Linked DNA regions of Mus musculus: all the other regions are linked to region 1. Evidence: chromatin contacts called from public HiChIP or PLAC-seq data. All regions are on one chromosome and are shown on one strand. The core of a region is the stretch at or near the end of the contact, and the rest is flanking DNA. Distances in the headings are between cores, read along the strand shown.

What was found. HiChIP or PLAC-seq counts read pairs in DNA pulled down with a chosen protein or histone mark.
Region 2: an H3K27ac HiChIP or PLAC-seq map of regulatory T cell precursor shows a contact between it and region 1, with 5 times the contacts expected there. The contact joins the promoter of Btla here to the promoter of Spice1 in region 1. A contact is called at or near these places in 1 of 484 Hi-C or Micro-C datasets (CD4 T cells), 1 of 115 datasets of contacts at active chromatin or transcription factors (regulatory T cell precursor) and 1 of 9 other capture datasets (liver).
Region 3: an H3K4me3 HiChIP or PLAC-seq map of bone marrow-derived macrophages shows a contact between it and region 1, with 4 times the contacts expected there. The contact joins the enhancer-like site here to the promoter of Spice1 in region 1. A contact is called at or near these places in 2 of 39 promoter capture datasets (liver and pre-B cells), 1 of 484 Hi-C or Micro-C datasets (erythroblasts), 1 of 115 datasets of contacts at active chromatin or transcription factors (bone marrow-derived macrophages) and 1 of 9 other capture datasets (adipose tissue).

The regions. Positions count from the first base shown.
Region 1 is chr16:44,344,691-44,349,573 of GRCm38.p6, forward strand. It overlaps Spice1 (spindle and centriole associated protein 1), which reads left to right and starts at 2,711. Exons shown (of 18, transcript NM_144550.4): 1 at 2,711-2,816.
Region 2 is chr16:45,222,332-45,227,214 of GRCm38.p6, forward strand. Btla (B and T lymphocyte associated) reads left to right here and starts at 2,006. Exons shown (of 6, transcript NM_001037719.2): 1 at 2,006-2,130. The coding sequence starts at 2,022.
Region 3 is chr16:45,171,199-45,176,081 of GRCm38.p6, forward strand. Atg3 (autophagy related 3) reads left to right here. Exons shown (of 12, transcript NM_026402.3): 5 at 448-555; 6 at 4,051-4,100. Among named protein-coding and RNA genes, the nearest start is that of Atg3, 15 kb to the left of the region's middle. Within about 2 kb of position 2,858, at least 11 of the 459 cell types and tissues checked have an H3K27ac peak or open chromatin away from gene starts, as enhancers often do. A contact at or near this core is called in bone marrow-derived macrophages, where this site is marked.

The DNA.
Region 1 (4,883 bases), core at 1,461-3,960:
GACCTTGGAACTCACTTGTCCAGCCAAAGGGCACAGCAGAAACAGAGAATACTGCAGGCTAGCTGGCTTATCCTCATCTATCCTTAAAAAAAAAAAAAAAAAAAAAAATACAGGGATGAACTGCCACCCAGAGTGGGCTGGGCTCTTCTACTTCAATCAAAAATCAAGGTAATTCCCCACAGACTGTCAAGAGGCTAATCTGATATAGGTGATTTCTAAACTGAGGCTCTCTTCTCAGGTTGGCATTTAAAATTAACCACCACAGATTACAAATGTACACCACCATGCCTGGCCTGGGGATGGAACCCGGGTTTTCCATTTTAGGCAGGAGGTACTTTTCAAGCTGAGCTATATCCCCAGTCCTGTATTCCTTTTTTGATTAATTTATTGAATGTGATCAGTATACTGTTTAGATCCATTATTTTGCATATGGAAATATAACTATTCCAGCAAGATTCTTTTTTTTTTTTTTTTTTTTTTTTTTTTTGGTTTTTCGAGACAGGGTTTCTCTGTATAGCCCTGGCTGTCCTGGAACTCACTTTGTAGACTAGGCCGGCCTCGAACTCAGAAATCTGCCTGCCTCTGCCTCCCGAGTGCTGGGATTAAAGGCGTGTGCCACCACGCCCAGCTAAGATTCATTTTTTAAAGCTACCATTTCTCCACTAAACTACCTTTATGAAACATTAGTTTTCTACACTTGTATGAGTTTACTTTGAGTTTTGCTTTACTTCATTGATATATTTGAATGACTGTTTTCTTAGTCAGGGTTTGTATTCCTGCATCATGGCCAAGAAGCAAGTTGGGGAGGAAAGGGTTTATTAAGCTCACACTTCCACATTGCTGTTCATCATCAAAGGAAGTTAGGACTGGATCAGGAAGCAGGAGCTGATGCAGAGGCCATGGAGAGATGCTACTGGCTTGCCTCCCCTGGCTAGCTCACCTTGCTTTCTTATAGAACCCAAGACTACCAGCCCAGGGATGGCACCACCCACAACGGGCCCTCCCACCCTTGATCACTAACTGAGAAAATGCCTTACAGCTGGATCTCATGGAGACATTTCCTCAAAGGAGGCTCCTTTCTCTGTGATAACTCCAGCTTGAGTCAAGTTGACACACAAACCCAGACAGTATAACTGTCGATCCATATCATGACATTATGATTGCTATAATCTTCATAATAAGTTTTAAAATCAGTCATGTTTAGAAATCAAATTTTGTTCTTTTGATTTTGGCTATTGTAGGTCTTTCACAAGAATTTCAGAATCAGTTTGCTAATTATTTTTCTAAAGAAAATGCATTTTAATAGGTATGAAATACATAAAATAAACAAGATATATATATATATATATATATATATATATATATATATATATATGGAAAAGAATAAAACAAGGAAGCAAGTGGAACAACATATATTATTGTCCTACTGTCTAGTTTGTTTCTAAAGAGAAATTGTTATATACCCTTTTTATGTTCTTGTGCACATATGTTTTTAGATTTTTTTTCTTTATCACTAGTTTTGATTGATTTGATTATTATGTACTTTGTAGTTTTCTTGTGTGTGTGCATGCGCACACATGTTTCATTGGGTTTTGGAAGTTGAAGGAAAAGATGAACTCTGTGGGTAAATATGTTGATAGAAGGCAGAAACAGTGATGGAAGCGGATTTAAGTTTTCTGAAATTAATTCAGTGTTAAAAACGAAATGAGAAGCAAGTCCATAGACTGGCATGAGGTTAGAGGAGATAAATAAGAAAGTATACTACTGTTATCTAGGGGAGTGAGAGAATTAACGGAGCAGAGACCTAACAGGATGCTCCATCAACTTTAGGTAGGGGCTTACCTAAAGTTGGGGGGCATGAGTCAGCATGGACAAGCACTTAGGAGAGCCAGTGCTGGTTACTTGGCAAGTGACTACAGCAAGTTGGAGAGGAAGGGGTGATGACGATTACATAGACAACACGTCCACATTGGATCAGAGTGGAAAGTCTCAGAAGGCAGTTCATTGCACCTGGATGACACTGAATATACACCTGTTGATCCGTGTGTAGCTTTCCCCTTAACAATTGAAGGTCAGGGGTTTCCAAGGAACTTATCAAGGGTAAGACATTCATTGTAAAGTCCTTAACATGATTTATGAAGTTATGCACATCCTGCCTCCACCCAAGCACAATCACCAAGTTTTCTCAACTTCTATTCCTCCATTGCAGTTTGACGTACATCCTTGCACAGGCAATTCCCTCTGTAGAAATGCTCTTTCTTTTTAAATAATCTACTCCTCCTTTCATTTCAGCTTTCCTGCGATATTGAAATATTCCCATAAGGTCACTATCTAGTTTGTACAGTTCCTTCTTAGCATGTATACAGTTTTCACCTTATACATTTCGGTCGTCAATAGCTTGCTGCTATGGGGTTGTAAACTTGCTGAGAGCAGGGTCAGTTTTAGTTCCCGGTGAACCTAGCGCGTTTGGCTCCACTGGGAGGTAGCAAGACATATTTCTAAGCAAACGATCAAAAGTTAAGGCAAGGAAGTGCGGTATGTGGAGGTTGGTGTGCAAGTTTCTTTTGGAGACTTCTAGAGGCTTATGACAGGCGCGCCATTTGGCCCTTTGGGTGAGAACTGCAGAGCCCCACGCCAGTACCGCCTCTGGGTCGCCTCGGAGGAGCTCGCCGGATGTACGCAAAGGCGTGGGGGCGGAGCTCTGGTAACCCAGGCAACGGCCCGGAAGCCACTTTCCGCGTTCCCCCGTGGCGGGCTCTGTGGTTCTGGAGGCTGAACTTTTAGTCGGGGCGGAGGCACAGTCGGCCAGCGGCAAGGCAGGTTGGGGTGAAGCGGGGGCATAGGGCGAGGAGAAGCGGCCGGCGTCTCCGCCTGGGTCTCGGCGCCCGGGTGGGCGTGCGCACCCCAGGGCCGGCCGCTCGCCTCGCAGAGCCTGAGAGTGCGGTTCCGGGGAGCGCCTGGATCCCCCGCGGGACAGCGGGCCCCGCGCACGCGCGCCGCGTTCCCGCACCCTGCTGGCGGGAGAAATCCCGAGGCCGGCGGGTGATGCAGTTGTTTACTGTCCCGCTAGGGAGTGGCAGAGTATCGGGTGTTGGGACAGGGCGCGTCCTTTAAGTTGAGCGTTTAGGTGAGGGTTTCTAAGGAAGGGGCCGTTTGAAAGTTTGGGACAGGCTTGAGCTTGGGAGTCAAAAATAGGAAATTGTTCCAGACAGTGCATGGCACTGCTTGTGAAGGTCACAGCTGGGTCTCAGTATGGGTGGGAGGGAAAACTGGGGCCGCACGAAGAGCAGCTCTTGAAGTTGGATTTTTCTCTACAGTGGGCTCCATTAAAATCTTACGAGGGAGTAAAACGTTGAGATCCCTGTATCCCTGTATCCGGGTAAGATTGATGGCAGGGACAGTGTTCTGGTTGTCCCCCAGTTTGTTTTCATACTAGTTAAGGTAAATCTGGTAGAATTCCACCATCCCTCCTTAAGAGCAGGCAAGGGCTTCCAGTGGTCTTTTGTATAGCCCTCAAATTGCAGGGGCCCTCAGTTAGCTTTTAGACTGTTATTGTTCAGACTGAAACAAATTCTGTAAATGTTCCACACACACACACACACACACACACACACACACACACACACACCCACTTGCAGAGAACATTTTCTTTCTGATTTTCTCCCCCCATCCCCCTTTCTTTTTTTGTTTTTTTCAAGACAGGGTTTCCCTGTGTAGCCCTGGCTGTCCTGGAGTTCACTCTGTCGACCAGGTTGTCCTCGAACTCAGAAATCTGCTTGCCCCAGCCTCCCAAGTGCTGAGATTTAAGGCTTGGGCCACCACTGCCCAGCATTCTGATTTTCTTTTATTTACTCTTTATTTTCAGCCCGACTTTGTGGAGGGAATTAAGGAGAGGAGGCAGCTTTTCTTCATGTGTATTGAAGATTAGGAACTTCCTTGACACAAAGAATTAACTTTCAGGCTTGCCTTTTGTAAGAAGTTGTTTAGTTATGATCTTTTGAGAAACGTACCTCTGAGAGGGCACAGGCTACTTCTCTGTTTTGTTTTATTTGGTGCCTAGCAAGCACGTTGAAAGTTACTTGATAACGTGGAGTGGATGGATGAATGGGAAGAAAACCTTACAGGAAAATTAATAACAGGCTGTTCAGAATTGTTCCTAGTAGAAATGGAAAAGAACGGACAGATGGGCGGGATATTTCAAGGAAGGATTTATAGATTGTGTTACATAGCAGACAAAGAGACAGTTAGGAACCAGAGGCGATGCTTACGCTTAAGCCAGAGCAACAAGAAGGATGGCAATTCTCTAAGTTTAGTAACTGAGTCAAACAGTTAGGTATCTAGATCTAGAGGATTGGGAGGGCTGTGCCAAACGAGCTGCATCTTACTATACTCTGAGGTGTATGGAAGGGCAGTGAATGCACAGCAAAGGACGCTTGATGTTTTAGGGACAGTTAGGAAACATTCATTAGAAACTGTCTAGTTATGGTCCTTTAGTTATGTGTCTGTGTGCCCGGTATAGGAATAGCTTTGCTGAGAGGTTTCTGAGAATCACTAAGGGGGCTGTTGGACCTCACGATGGTCCAGAAAGCAAGCTCAGTGGAAGTTGGCATATGACTAGACTCATTTGCAGTTTACTGCCATTGCTCACATCCAGTGCGTGGGGGTGTGGTAGGGTTCCCCAGTATTGGGTGAAGGGACACGTGTAAGAGGAGGACAGGACAGGGATAGACCGAGATGAGGGCCCTTGGCTACGTTTTCCAAGGAAAGAGTCCAGCGTAGTCTGAAGAGGAAAGAGTAGTGAAATAGCAGGAAAAAGGGTGTTGTGGAAGCCGCGGAAGAGGAAAGTGCCTGAGAAGTAAGGAAGGGTTTGCACTCTTAGCGTT
Region 2 (4,883 bases), core at 756-3,255, 880 kb after region 1:
TCTCTGAGCAATGCATTTTTGAATCTGGCTTCTTTCATTTCTACCCTAGAATAAAGACAGGAATGAGATTCTGAGTCAAAGTCTTGGCCAATGGCATTTGCAACTGTGCAGGGATAAATAGCCACACACACTGATAAAATATCAGAATGGACATCATTTCAAATTCGTGAGAAGTTTTATAAGATTGCTCCAAATGTTATCTACTTCGTATGAATTCCTTTGTATGAAAAGAAAATCATGAGGCTGGGTAGATGGCTCTGTCAGTAAAGCTCCTTCCGTGCAAGCCTGAGGACCTGTGTTCAGATCCGCTGCAGCCACATAAAAGGCCAGTTATGGTCGTACATTGGGGTGAATGACAGGCGACTCCTGGAGCTCATTGCCAGTTACTCTAGCGAAATGGATGAGCTCCTGGTTCAGTGAGAGACTCTGTCCTAAAAAAAAAAAAATAAAAGTAAGGGGCAGAATCATTGAGAAAGATGTCTGACCCCTGCATATATCCAGCAGAAAGCACACAGCATGTTCATACACCTACATAAACATTTACATACACCCACACACACCGAAAGAAGGAAGAAGAGGAGGAGGAAGAGGAGGGGGAGGGGGAGGAGGAGAGAGAACAAGAACCACTAGAGAACTATGATGGTCTGGAGTTGACAGAGTTTATTTGTGGTTTGGATGATATCTCGAGCTTTAGGATGGGTGGTGATTCAAGGCTTTTCTTCGAAACCTCTTAGGCTATTTTAGAGGTACATTGAGCCTTGTTTCTACTGCCAACAGGAGTTTTGCACCCCATTCTGAGCAAGGAAGGGGGATGAGTTGTATAAAATGAACCATAAGCAGGGTGCTTCCTTGGTCAACAGTGCAGATTCTAGGAGCTCTGCAGACTACCTGTATCATCTGGCGTACCAGGGGTGCGTGAGCATCAGCATGGATTGGCTGAGTTCCTTAAATTCTGGAGCGGCGTTCACTCATGTTGGTATTCCAGCCACTGTGGCTTATCTGGACAAATATGCAATAGGTACCCTAAATGGAGTTTGGCCTTGGAAGGGTACCATTAGCCTCTGAGGGAAAGATTTCTCAATTTCATTCAATGAGTTAAACTGCACAGGTGCCACCTCTCCATTTGGAATTACCAAATTCCTGTTGTTATAAGCTAGTGATTGAACGTGGGCTGCGTGCCCACAGCCCCTCAGCAACCCTGAGCTATCCAATTTTGAACTTTTTCCATTTCTTACTTTACTGCTTCATCTCGACAACAACCACATAAAGCATGCGGAAAATGAAAGTTTCCTCTAATTGGCACTCAAGTGCTCATTTTGCTTAGAACTTTAATATTTAGGAAGATCGTGTAGCTAGTACTAACGGCAAGCATGTATTCCGTTGATAGGCATCTACAGACTGAAGAAGGAGGCCCTTCCCTCTTCTGTTGATGAAATGCACCCTGTCAGTCATTTTCTCCATAACGTCAGATAAGTCTTCATTGGTTTCATGACAAGGAACATTCTCATCTTACTGTGCCTTTATGGGAGCATGGGGGGAGGGTTGTAAGATACATTACACTGATGAAGTATCATAATCACAAACTATAAAAAGGGGAAATATATGCTTACCATAGGTACTTTTTGTATGAATTTCCTGACCCTGATTTGATCAGAATCTAAACCTAAAGACTGTAACAATTTAGATCTTTTTTTTTTTAAGTTTAATTGTTCACTTTGAGAAAAACCTCAAGGTTATGCAAGAATGGTGGCAGAGCGGAAGCAAGGAGCCAGCTGCTTTGCACATCAGAGGGCTTGAAAGAGAACAGCAGGTCGGATCAGAAACAAAACCACAGCAGGGCCTCTTGCTCTCACAAATCCTTCGGACTACTCACACTGTCCTCTCCCACCAGGTCTCCTGATTTGATTTAAATTAATTAATTTATTTTGGCCTAAGATGCTGCTAGTGTGAATAACGTGACCCAGCTCTGAAGATCTCTAGGGAGGAAGAGGAAGTTTGCCCTTACCTGACACGTGCTGGGAATGAAGACAGTGCCTGCCATGCTTGGGACTCCTCGGTTATTTAGGGAATTCTTCATCCTCCATCTGGGCCTCTGGAGCATCCTTTGTGAGAAAGCTACTAAGAGGAATGGTAAGGGACCTACTAAGAAAGCTGGTTTTCTTCCTCGGGGTTCCTGTCAGTGATAGTTGAGCTTGCTCTGTGGAGAGGGATGTTCATGTCCAGGGCATATATAGCTCAGAGTGATGAGTCCCTTTTGCTTCTTGAAAACGCTCCAGGATGTGAGTGAAGTTAGGACATGCTACTCACCTGGCTACAGAGCAAAAACTGATCCATAGCTGGAGCTAAGTTTCCTAAAACCAGGTCCTGATGGTAAGTGAAGAGATTTGAGCAGATGTTATAAATGTGTCAGTACAGATTTGTCACTATTACAAAACTCTCTGTGGCTGCCATGCTAACAGAAAAGACTTGTTACGTTCATGTCTTGGTATCAGATGTCAGCAGGATGTTGTAGTGCTTACTGGGGTGGGAAAGCTTTTGGATACTTGTGGTTATAGCTGTGGCCATGGTTACACTCAAATAATGTTCAATCTAAATAGACTGCCTCCTTCTTTCTGTGGGGTATACTATGAGAATACTGTGGGGTGTACTATGAGAGTACTAAGCAGGCTTCTCGATGTGAGGCTGAAGAGTAAATCATGAGTGTCGCTTTAGTTTGTCTGGACAGGATGATTTGTGAATGGTCGCCAACTGAAAATAGGAAACAATTCTCCATAGTTTATGAAGACAAGGTCTGTAATGCTTGGGATCCTTGGGTTATTTATCTTCCACCATCACACGTGTAGCAACTGGGCACATTCGTGTTGGATTGAAAAATAGAACCACTGAGGTCCTGTGGAATGTCATCTTGAAATCTGGAACTGTGAGGTTTAGGATTCAATGATCTGATGTCACAAGACCACCTAGCCAAGAGCAGAGTAGAACTTCTTCTTAGTCATTCAAGCCCTTGTTTATTATTACCCACCTCTGAAAGACAAGAGGAGTCAAATATTAATTCTATTTAATTCTAAGGGACCTCTTGCAGACTGGACTCTGTGAAACAAAGGAAATATTTTTAATTTTATAGCACAATTGGGGTTGTAATTCGCATTATATTCTTCTACCCAGTATGTTATAATCTGGTATTTATTACGCACAGAAACTTGGTTATCAGGTGGGAGTATTTATTCCCTCTGCTACTTACATTATGAACTCAGTTAAGTTTCTTCTCCTTTCTTAGTTTTCCTTTCTTCATTAAAAAATATATAATTATACCTAGCAGTTGGCCTTTTCTTATACCTATAGTGCCTAGCTATGGTAAGTAGATGCAATTAAAGCTTGATAAATGTTAATGGTGACCTTTGCCAATAGTTTTTTCCTTCAGTACCTTTGATAAAATCCAATTAAATGAGAACTTAGGTTTAACATTAAAACCTTAAGTAGATCTAGTTTTAAAAATCGCCAAATGCTATAGATATTTAGTTATGAAGTAAGATTATAATGCAGGCATACATTGTAGAATGTTTAAATCAATTGAGCTAACTTGCCTATGACCTTACATACTTATCATTTTAAATTTACCAGATCTTAATTTTAAAATAATTAGCTGTAGTCACTGTGTTTTGACTAGAACATTTTACTTATGTCTAGCTCTGACTTCATGCTTTGTTATTAATGTCTCACTAATACTTGCTTCAAATAATTAATATTTTGTTTGAAATTTTTATCCCCAAACATAATAAATCAATATATAGAGAAAATGAAATGGAAAGATTTAGATAAGCACAGGCCAGGTGCCTTATTCAGCAGTTTTTATGGTGGATTACAATGTTGCTCATATTAAATTACTAACATAGACTGGGTGTTGATAGGATGGCTCAGTGGGTAGAGGTGCTTGCTGCCAAATCTGATAAATTGTGTTCAATCCCTAGGACCCACATGGTAGAGGGAGAAAACTTAACCTGGAATCTTGAAAGTTATTAATATTCTCTCTAATCCCTATTCATGTGTTATCCCCCCAAACACACACACACACACTCCAGTGCACATGCACACACACATGTGCATATACACATTAAATAAATGTAATAAAATATATTTTAAAAGAATATAGGTCGAGAAAGGAGCATTTGGTGAGTTTTGGAAGGGTGGTTCAGTGATAGAGCACTTACGTAACATAATGAGGGCTTAGACTATTCTCAGCACCCTGCTGTCCCCTCCCTTCAAAAGAAGAATGTAAAAAGTAATCTTTTGTAAAAATTTATTCTTCTGGACAAAACCGATAGTGGATACATTCCTTAAAATTATACTAATGACATAAATAGCCTTTATAGTCTGAAGAAGTCCTATGACTTTCAGTAACTATGGAATTCTTTACAACACTATATTTTCAACTTATTTAAGGATGGTTTAACAATATTTCCCACCGTTATAGTAATATGAAATTCTAAGGAGGTGGGTTTTTGTGTTTCTCAAGAGTGGGGAAATACAGAGAAAAACTCCCCTAGTTTCAAGACCATCATTTCTCTCCTGATTGAAGTAGAGTAGAAATCACTGCTCCTCAGGACGCCTGAAAGATGAAAATCAAGTTGAGCTGGTAGGTCTCGTTAACATTTTTTGCCTTTTCCCTAATTGCCATGTTCATCTAATGAACAACCTGGAGTTCACATCCATCACAAATAGTCCACAGTTCCCAAGTCATCAGTAGGAGAAACCGAGGTGTTCAGCTCTGAGCTGGATGGGAGTGGCTCACTTCATTTTCATTTGTGATACTAGAAAAGGAAAGTGGACACTGGGGAACAATGGGTGGATTTTTAACCACAGAGACAGAGTCAACTATATCTGGG
Region 3 (4,883 bases), core at 1,608-4,107, 830 kb after region 1:
TTGGAACTTAAATATGAAATTCACTTTAACCGTTACTTTAGCCTTGCATTCCAGAGGTCACCTTTACCACCTTTCAGTGTGACAGGTGGTGTTTGCTATTCTGAGACTAGAGCCGTTAGTGTGAAATATTATTCATTAGCTTGGAACTGAGCACCATCATCTGGCTTCAGCCAGCTGTTCCTCACAGATCATGGTAAAGGAAGACAGACATGCTCACACCAGAGCCTTTTTACTTGTCTTCTGATACAGCAGACTGGGGAAGGATTAATGGGGCTAGATAATGATGTGTCTGTGGGCTGAGTGTAACTCTGAAAATATCAGTCTCATTGGGAGGGAAAGGTTTACTTAATACTGAGTTTTTTTCTTTTTAAGATAGACGACTTCTCTTTCTAATGGATTTATTATTAGTGGGTTATATATTAGTAATTTGTTTGTTTGTTTTAACAGTTCCATGCTACAAGCGGTGTAAACAGATGGAGTATTCGGATGAATTGGAAGCTATCATTGAAGAAGATGATGGTGATGGGGGATGGGTAGATACATATCACAACACAGGTGAGACGTGTACAGAATAGCACGTATTTAGTTTAAACTATTTTAAAGTTTTTCACAATCTTTTTATAACAGGCTTGATTTAAAATTTAAAAAAGGATACATAAGTTACAATTTTGTCCCCAAAGTCAAAAAAGAAAAGGTAGCGTCTGCTGCTTCAGTTACAGTGGGAAATAGTCACTTATTTTCATTATTTCTAAATAGAAGAGAAAATAAATCTATACAAAGTACTGACGGCACATGCATTTGCTCTGAATCTCTTGTGCTAAAGTCTAGAAGAGGTAGGCTCAGCATCCGTCATTCTTCGTCTGTCCATGTTGTCATGCTTCCCTCACCTCCAGCCCCCGTCCTTCAGAGAATTTTCAATACTCTTCATTAGTTTTCTCAAGGTTGGAAGATAAAGGTAGCATGTTGGTAGTAAATTACCTGGTGACTGACTAAAATGATTATTTATAGTGTAGTTTCTCTGAAAAGCTGGAAAGATATTGTATTTTCTAGTTGTATTTTATTTTAGAAACACTATCCTAAACTTTGAACCTACATATAGGGTCCTAATGCACAGAGCTAAGTAGGTGTTAGTATGCTTGACTGGCAAAAGTCTACAAAATGTTGACTGCTAAAAAATGTTTACTTAAAGATACAGAACAAGTAGCACCATTTTTTCCTCTGTGGGAAATAGCAGTAGTATTGCTTTTCAGTTTATTAAATGCATGTAATTAATTCTTATCTTTATTAGAGATACTTAAAGAATTAAAACTTTGAACTGTGTCTCAGGATAAGGCAGTACTCCCAACTCCCAATAAGTGCCTTGCTTCACCTCATCCAGGTTTCATTGTTGTTTTTTCCTATTAATTAGCCTCTGTATTGGTCAGTTCTTTAGAGGTGCAGAACCAATAGGGGTGTGCTGGAAGGATAGGTATGACAGGAGAAATGGAGCTTTCTGTCACGCTAGAGGAAAACCACAGGACATAGAAATGGATTTATTTACAGTTGTGACTAGACCTGAAATAGAAAAGATCTCTTCCTTCTCTTCAGTGATGCTATGATTTTACAGAAAAGATGAGACAAAGTTCAGGAAATGTAATGTAGATTTAGCTAGGACATAAATTGTCAGGCCTAAGTGAATACTCTCCCTCTTCCTCTATAGCCAGGACTTACATCCTACTCTCTCCCAGGATAGGATCTCTTGTGGAAATTTTAATTCTCCAGTGCTCATTCTTTGAGGATCACTGCTACACTGTAATATAAGTAGATATAATATATTTTAAGGAATTGGTTTATATGACAGTTGAACTTTGCAGAGCATGCCCCAACAGGCTGGAGCACCAAGGAGCGGTTGATACTGTGGGCAGTTCTTTAGTGGCTTTCATTTTCTTTTCTCTCCTTTACTTGATTGGATGCAATTTACCTACTTTTTGAAAGATGATTTGCTTTATTTAATACTGGTTTTAATATTTATTCAAAGTCTCTTAAAAAGTACCTCCACTGCAACCTTTGGACTAGTTTTTGACGAGCTAGCTAGCTAACCCAACACTAACCAGATTGACAGAATAGAACATCACAAGTCTGGAGTGTGACTATTTATAAACATTTGAGCTTTCTTTTGCTTTGTCAGGTGTGCTATACTTTTAAAATTAAGAATATTTTAAAAATTATCTTTTTGACAATTTTACATATATGTCTAGTATACCCTGTTCATATCCTTGGTTACCCCTCTCACTTTATGTCCTTTTTAAAAAGTTCTCATGTCCTTATTGTTTTTATGTGTATGATGTCTTATCAATATGTATGTTTGCATTGTGTGCACACAGTGGAGTGCCTGGGGAGGCCAGAAGAAAGAGTATAGGATTTCCTAAAACAGGAGTTAGAAACAGTTCTTATTTACCACGTGTGCTGGGAACCTAACCTCCATCCTCTGGAAGAGCTATCAGTGCACTTAACCTCTAAGCAGCCCCTCCTTTGTTTTCTTTTTAAATGATTTCACTGAGTTGAATTAATGTAGGCTACATGTACATGGATGTGGGACCAACCGCCAGAGCTTGGGCAATCCACCAGTGGTGCCTGCCTGCAAAACAAACACAAATCTTTATCTACCTCCCTGAGCAGCCATCAACACCAGTGGTACTCACTTGGGGTGGAACCTCATGAGTACCTTCCCCATCCATGATGTGAGCTTAATTGGCTTAAATCTTATGTAGGTCTTGTGCAGATAAGCAGAGAGTTGCTGTGAGATCATGAGTACATTGTCCATGTCAGAATACAGCACCCCTCAGCATTCCTTCCCAACCCACCAGCTTCTCCTTTCTTTCTACCACTTCCTCCCTGAAGTTCCCTAAGCCTTGGGGATAAAGAGTCATACTGAGGGCTGAGCAGCTACCTAGTAGTCACTTAGTCTTAGCCCTTTGACCATCAGGAATCTCTGCATGACTGCTTCCCACTGCAGAGAGAGGCTTCTCCAGCTAGTGCCTGGGGGTTGGTGTAATGGGATGCTACTACATTATTATATTTTGGCAGGTTGATGAGGTTTCTTTTTATGTTCAGTAAATAATTCTGTATTTTTAGTTTGATTGGATAGATTTGGGTTTTACCGTCTTGATTGATCATATCTATTGTAGGATGATAGCCAAACTGCTATGAAATAAAGACTTGTAATGCTGGTCTTTGGAGGGTGCCATCTTCCATTTGTGAAGGTGAGCTCATAATCCTTTGGTTTAGGACTGTTAAAGGCATGCCAACTTTAGAGTAAGAAAATACGCTGCATTTATTGGGAGCTAAATGCATTTTGAATTTAGGACTTTAAATCTGTTGTAACATTAGGTACTGAGTCTCCCATCCTGGTTAAACTGTCCTTTTGAGAACTGATAGGTGCCTGGGATTGAATTGTTATGCAGGACTCTGGTGTAGTGCTGCTGCTTATCTGCACTGTACCTTTCTGTGACAAGGGACTTCTGAGGATGTACCGCTGAGTAATACACTTAAAATAGTTAGCCAAAGTCTGACTGTCAACTTCATTCTTCATAGGGAGAAACTGTTACTCTCTTTTACAGATGGAATTATATGGATAAAATGTAGACATACTTGGTGAAGTAAAAGGTCTGTACGAGTGTGGTATGGTCTTACTACATTCAGATGGCCAATGTTTTTGAAGCAAATAGTGTGTGTCAACAAAACCAAAACCTAATTTTGATGCAGCTCTAATTAAAGTGTAAACAGAAGTCATATACTCTCTTGATTGTAGTGTGTGTTGTGAAAAAATTCAAATGAAGAATAGAAAATGGACCAAGTCATGGTGATATAGATACGTTGCTAAATTAGAGTTTTTGAGGCATATTTTTGGAGGTACCTTTGGATTATTTGGAAAAGTTCATTTGTAAAGAATCTGTCAAAATATGCCTGTTTCAGTGTTGTTATAAGCAGTTAAATAAATGTTTTATTCACATAACTGAAATGTTTGCAGCTTAATTTTAGTTATTTTTTTTTCTGCTGAATTCTAAACAGGTATTACAGGAATTACTGAAGCAGTTAAGGAGATTACACTGGAAAGCAAGGTATTACTTAACGTTTCTAAAGTCAGTGACCCTAGTTTTTGCCTATATTTAAATTTTAAATTGTATTTGTGTATTTATTTTGGGTGTGTGTATGTGAATGTGTGTATATCAAGGCAAGGATGTAGAAATCTGGTGGATACCTTGGGGTAGTTGGTTCTCTTGTTTCGTGAGGTGGGCCCAGCAGATAGAATTCAGGTAATCAGGCTTGTAACTAATGAATTGCAATAAAAGTCCTAGTGTAATAAATAAAAGTCCTAGTGTAACTCCACTGGACAGTAAATGCTTAAAAGGAAGATTTGGGAGAGGTTGCCTTTGCTGATGAGCAGGTGCTAATGTTATATTAGTACTACATTTTGTAGTTTATTCTAACCAATTTTATTGTTTTGTTTCTTAAATTACTGGTAGTAACTTCTAAAATTCTGTTTTTAGAGGTTTCACTGTGTACTTTAGTATCAGCCAAAATGGTGACATTTTGAAAAATCGTTTAAGTTTGTGTGGGTAAACATAAGTATGATTGGGTGAAGCTTTTGTGCGACTACATTTGCATTCGATTTAGGTCAGACGTTTCAGCCCTTTTCTCAGATTGATTGCATCTGCTTTATATTTTTATGATTGTTTGAAATGCTATGAAAAAAAAAAAACAAAACAGAATACTTGTTTTTCTTTTCTCTTTTTTTCCCCAAGACAGGGTTTTTCTCTGTAGCCCTGGCTGTTTTGAAACTCACTAAGTAGAACTTAAGAAATCTACCTGCTTTTGCCTCCTAAGTGCTGGGATTAAAGCTA